2 separate regions of the Mus musculus genome follow, and region 2 is linked to region 1. Evidence: chromatin contacts called from public HiChIP or PLAC-seq data. All regions are on one chromosome and are shown on one strand. The core of a region is the stretch at or near the end of the contact, and the rest is flanking DNA. Distances in the headings are between cores, read along the strand shown.

The links. HiChIP or PLAC-seq counts read pairs in DNA pulled down with a chosen protein or histone mark.
Region 2: a contact with region 1 is called in an H3K4me3 HiChIP or PLAC-seq map of embryonic limb bud, with 4 times the contacts expected there. The contact joins the promoter of Ror2 here to the enhancer-like site in region 1. A contact is called at or near these places in 9 of 39 promoter capture datasets (the 3T3-L1 cell line, the C10 cell line, cranial neural crest and 5 more), 1 of 15 datasets of contacts at CTCF or cohesin (embryonic stem cells), 5 of 484 Hi-C or Micro-C datasets (embryonic fibroblasts, embryonic limb bud, palatal mesenchyme and 1 more), 19 of 115 datasets of contacts at active chromatin or transcription factors (the NIH/3T3 cell line, craniofacial prominence, embryonic basal ganglia and 10 more) and 3 of 9 other capture datasets (adipose tissue, liver and pancreatic islet).

The regions. Positions count from the first base shown.
Region 1 is chr13:53,141,819-53,144,566 of GRCm38.p6, reverse strand. The region is part of intron 2 of Ror2 (receptor tyrosine kinase-like orphan receptor 2); the gene reads left to right. Among named protein-coding and RNA genes, the nearest start is that of Gm52058, 27 kb to the left of the region's middle. Within about 2 kb of position 1,361, at least 12 of the 459 cell types and tissues checked have an H3K27ac peak or open chromatin away from gene starts, as enhancers often do. A contact at or near this core is called in embryonic limb bud, where this site is marked.
Region 2 is chr13:53,284,744-53,287,491 of GRCm38.p6, reverse strand. It overlaps Ror2 (receptor tyrosine kinase-like orphan receptor 2), which reads left to right and starts at 1,368. Exons shown (of 9, transcript NM_013846.4): 1 at 1,368-1,711. The coding sequence starts at 1,615. It overlaps Gm33574 (a long non-coding RNA gene), which reads right to left and starts at 1,311. Exons shown (of 3, transcript XR_382385.4): 1 at 994-1,311.

The sequences.
Region 1 (2,748 bases), core at 112-2,611:
TAGCCTATCGAGGCAGAGATACAATCTCTGAGTTCTGGATGTTCAAAATTCAGATGTCAGCAGGAGTGGCCCCTTCTGAGGCTTAGAGGTACCTCTGTCCGTCATCTCCCTGAACTTTGGGAGTTTCAGGTGGCCTTTGGCATCCCTTGGCACTTCTTGTCTTAGGGTGACATTGTTCAGGCTTCTGACACTTTTCCTGTATTTGTTTGTCCATATTCACACCTGCTTTGCAGGACCCTGGCCAGTGCTTTTGAGCCCACTCTGCTTGTCTTAAGTTGAAAAGATACCCAATGAACCCAAGTCAGAGAAGACCACACCCACCGTTACCTGGCTTCAGAGCTCAGCGTTAAGATTTGGGGAATGGATTCAGGCTATAGTTAAGATGAAGAGTGTTTTCCCAGCATTCACTGAGTCCTGAGTTTGAACTTCCGGATTGCATAAATTGGATAGGGGGGTTTCATAGCTGTAATCCCAGCATTTGGGAGGTAGAGGCAAGAGGAGCAGAAATTCAAGACCGTTCTTAGCAACATACGTGATTCATGCCTGCACTAGGGACTCACTCTTCTGTGTAAAATACATACTGCACACAAACACACACACACACACACACACACACACACACACAAGCTGAGTGAAAGAATGAATAAATAAGTAAAACACCAGCCAAACACCATTGAGTGGCCTCTGTCGCTCAGGTTCCTCTGTGTGTGTGTGTGTGTGTGTGTGTGTGTGTGTGTGTGTGTGTGTGTGTGTAAGAGGAGAGAGAGAGTATGCCTGCTTACATGTTTTCGCATGCATACCTATGCAGAAGCACTTGTGGGGATCATACATGCACATGTAAGTGTATGCGTGTAGAACCCAGAGAAAAGTTCAGTGTCTGTCCCTCAGATATCATTTTCCTTGTTTTTTCTTTTTTGAGACAGTCTCGCTTTCTCCTGGATATTACTGGCTTGGCTGGGCTGGCTAGGAGCGAGCCCCAGGAACCAGCCAGTGCTTGGATTGCAAACACATACCTCTACACCTCGTACTAGGGGTTTGGCTGGAACTCGGCCTCTTGCTTTCAGAGCAAGCACTTCACTGACGAAGCTCTCTCATGCCCTCCACACCCCCAACATCGTTTGTCTTCTTATTTTCCCCAGGGTCTTTCATTCTCTCCTCTTTCCCCCATTTTCAGCAGTGGCTCTGTGCACGCTGCACAGGGAAGCCTGAACCCAGGCCCCTGCTCTGGCCTCTGGCTGGTTTATTGACCTGTAAATATTTTCCTCTGAAGTTGGCAGCTTTACCTCCCTCCTGCGACCCTCAGGGTCTCCTTTTCACTTGCCCCCTCCAGGAAATTGTCTGTTTTGTTTCCCACCAATCGAAACCCCATGACCTTGTGACCCCAGGCACAGAAGGCTTTCTTTATTTCCTTTCCTACACAGGGTTGCCCTGATCAGGAAGCCAGTTGGGGGAGGTGGCGGGGGTGGGGTGGGGTGGGGGGGTGGTCCTAAGTCATTTGACAACATGGGTGACCGTCTGGATACTTGATTGGGCTATAAAAATCATTAATCATTGATCTGTGTGCAGCTGGGCAGATGGGTGCCGTTTTCTGGCGATGGGAGTCTCCTTTAGTCTCTGGGATCTCTTAATGTCTGGACTCAGCCCCTGCACAGAGCTGACCAGGCTGCTGCAGAGATGAAGCTCCTTGCATGGGCAGGTAAGGTTGTCTCATGCAGAAGGGGAACTCATATGGAAGAATTGAAGTGGGGAATTTCTCTTCCTATCCATGCCATCGAAGGCCTGTGCTAGCCAGGTCTTCAATGAAATTCTCCATCAGTGCTGCCTGGGTACTTATAACCTGATCAGTTGTCTACAGGTTTTGAGGCTGCTCAAAGCAATGTCTGCAAGCTAACGGAGAGCTTAGAAAGTGATCTGCGTGAGCCTTATATTTCGCTGAGAGGTTAACTGGCCGGCTGCAGATTCAACCCCAAGGGGGAAGGGGTTTGGTGCACAGTCTCCAGGGAACTTGCTCTCTAGCCTGCTTTCAGGTTTGGCCTCAGGAGAATCGATGATGGAGAGAATGGTGTGCCAAGCTCACTTGGCAGCTGTCTCGGGTCAGCGACATGCACGTGCTTGGTAAAAATATTAGGAAACGCCGTAAATGCTTTGGCAAACATACCAGCAAAATGGAGCGATGCCCAGGAGCCAGAAAGAGAAAGGAAGGGATTGAAAGGAACAGCCCAGGTCTGCCAGGGCAGGGCTGTTCTAAGCAGCTCTCTACATTTGCAGCCTTGGAGAACAATCTGACCTTCCTGGTTCCTCATGTTCAAGAGTCCCATGAAAGGGAATTGAATTCTGGGTACCCGTTGAAGAGTAGGGTGGCCCTGAGGCCATGCTGCAGACTTGATAAGTCTGTGGATTTCAGAACAGACACCAGTAGGACGTAGGTGTCCTAGCCAAAGAGCAGTTAGAAATGTTGAAGGCAAACCATTTGGAGTGGAACAACTGCAGAAAGTAGACACCGCGGAGGAGAGTGCCCAGGGTTAGAAGATCCAGATGGAGAATAAGTGCTTCAGTGTCTCCTTCTAGAACTAGGAACTGGATAGCGCAGGATTCCCTCCAAGGAGAGGTGATGGGCCAGGATAAAAAAATCAAGTGAGCTTTTAATAAAATAAAGGAATGTCCATGTGTCTTAGGTACGATTTTACTGCTGTGAACAGACACCATGACCAAGGCAAGTCTTATAAGGACAACATTTAATTGGGGCTG
Region 2 (2,748 bases), core at 119-2,618, 140 kb before region 1:
AATTAAAACCAAATGTGGGGCTGGAGCTATGCCTTCGTGGGTGAGTGCTTGCCTAACATTCGAGAGGTTCTGGGCTCAGTCTCCAGCACCATCTGCACATGCCTGCAATCCAAGCGCTCAGGAGGCAAAGGCAGGGTACACTCGAGGTTATCTTTGGCTACATAACAACTTTGAAGTTAGTCTAGGATTCATGTACCTCTGTTTAAAAACAACATCAACAACAATGAAAACAACTGAACCAAATAAGACCAACCTTGGTCCTTGGCAACACCCTGTCAAAGAGGAGTGATGCTGCCGGGGCTGGAGAGACAGCTGGCTCAGCAGTTAAGAGCACCGACTGCTCTTGCAGAGGACCCTGGTTCAGTCCCCAGCACTCCCAACGAAGCTCACAATCATCTGCAACCTTAGCTTAAGGGGATGTAAAGCCCTCTTCTGACCTCCTCTGTCACTGCACACATCTAGGTCACAGCCATGCACGCAGGTACTCACACATGCATGTAAAATAAAAATGAGCACATCTCAAAGCAGCAACAACAAAGGCTGGGGATGTAGATCAAACTGTTTGCCTAATATGTAGAAGACCTTGAATTAAACTCCCAGCCTCCTCCTTTCAAATATTTGAAGTGATATTTCCCAGAAGAAGTTTAGGCTGTTGGTGAACAAAGGAAAGATACTACCGTGCAAAGGCACATAACATTCATTAGGAAAATACACGTTAACACATACATTGTCGACGCCCTGGTCTCCAGTGTGTTCTTGGGATACTCCAGGACCCCTCGCTCAAGCTCTGCCCCAGGACCCTTCACTTCCCTGATGTGTGCTGGCTGTTGTCATAGCCTTGGTTGGCTCCCATCCTACTACCCTCATTAATGGGGCGTGTGCTGACTTTTTGCTAGATTCCCGGAGGGTCCTGATCCTCCCAAGGGGCTTGGCAGGACGCCCATGGGGACGCAGCCGGCTATATTCTGGAAAATCTGTGTTCGAAGACCATACCTCATCTCTCACTTTGGGCCCAGGATTTCGAAGAACTGACAACTGAATTCCCCTCGTGGGGCTTCATCAAGGGACGCCTAGTTAATGATTTGTGTGGTCCAGGTCCCCAAGTTTCCAGGCTTCTGATGGTGGGTGGCAACACTGCTGCAAGAGCAGATGAACCGGAGGCTCCACCTTTGTGCCTAGAAGTCCCGGAGGCGCTGGCGGGAGGGCGGGTGCTGCAGGCGGCTCCCTGGACGCAGGGGCGGACCCGGCTCCTTCCCGCTCACTCGGGTCGCTGCCCTTGAGTCACTCCGGCAGAGGGCGCCGGCGCCGGCCTCTCTGCCCATCGGGGCGGGCGAGCTGGGGACCCTGCCTCCTGCGCGCCCGCCCGCGTTCCGCCCCCCCTGTGCTCTTCCCGGCGGCCGGCGGGACGCCCGTGCCCGAGCCCCAGAGTCTCTGCAGTGAATCGGTGCATCGGGGCAGGGAAAAAGGGACACCAGAGTGGCCCTCGAAGGGGACCAGCCTGCGAAGCGCGAGGAAGGAAGAAGCGGACGCGTGGCGGGGAGGGGTTGAGGCGCCCCGGCCCGAAGCCCAAAGGCCGAGCGCGCGGTAGGCGACCGGGCACCCACGGCCCGCAGCATGGCTCGGGGCTGGGTGCGGCCGAGCCGTGTGCCTCTGTGCGCCCGGGCCGTCTGGACGGCTGCGGCGCTCCTGCTCTGGACACCCTGGACGGCAGGTAAGGACCCTGCGTGCGCCCTCCGAGCATTGCCCGCTCTTCCACCACTCTCTCGGCCGCCGCGCGGGCGCCGGTGCTCTCGATCGAGGGGCGCCAGGCAAGGCCATGCTTCGCGCGCTCGGCGCCAGCTTGGGCCCGTGCCCTCAGTCGCCTGGGGCTGGTTCCAATGAGCTGCGCTCTAGGGACCACTAAGTGTTTCCAGAGGCCGGGGTGGGCAGCGGCCGGGAGCTTTTCTTAAGTACATCACAGTCGAGATGTGCACCGGTAGACGTGCTCTGTGTGACCCAAGACCTGGACTCCATCGTTTCTTCCCAGGTCACCGCCGTTCCAGTCCACATGCATCCCTTGAACCTTGTCTGCCTCCGGGGCAGATGCGGTCCTGAGTTAGTCTTTTTTTTCCCCGGGGCAGTGGGGAACGCACGATCGAAGGTCTTGGCTTCCCTTTTGTTGAAATTGGTGGCCAAAGTGGTGTTTGGTGGGTCCTGCTTAGCTGGGGGCTTGGCCCCGGGATTTGATTTGCGAGGCTGAAGGGGAAGTGCCCTTCCCCCTGTCCTCGTAGTGTTTTCTCGAGCGTTTCTTCCACCTCTGGAGGATTCTGTGTGGGCTTGATCAGGGCTCAGGAGACCCTGTCAAGGAGCACAGACGTGTTTTTGGAGGATACCTGGGTAGAAATGACTGTGGTGGCCGGAGGAGGAAGAGGCGATGATCCTCCCAGTGCAAACCCTAGAGCACCTACTGGCCGTCAGGTCTGTGGCCCGAATCCCCGCGGCCTGTTGGCTCGGCTGAAGGTAGGCACGGCCTCCGGGCCCAGGAGGGTCAGGGACTCTTGAGGTTTGCCCTAAGTTTCTGAGCTGCGTGAGACGCGCCCTACTGGGACAGTGACTTCAGTGTTCCCCAGCCCCCCAGTGTTCCCGCAAGCAGGTGAGAGTTAAGGGGCAGAGTCAGGCAGCAGGACTTGGGGATCTTTCCAAGTCCTGCTGTGCGGGGGCGCTTTCTTGTGTCGGGTCCAAAGAAGGAAGGAAATGCTGAGCAACCTT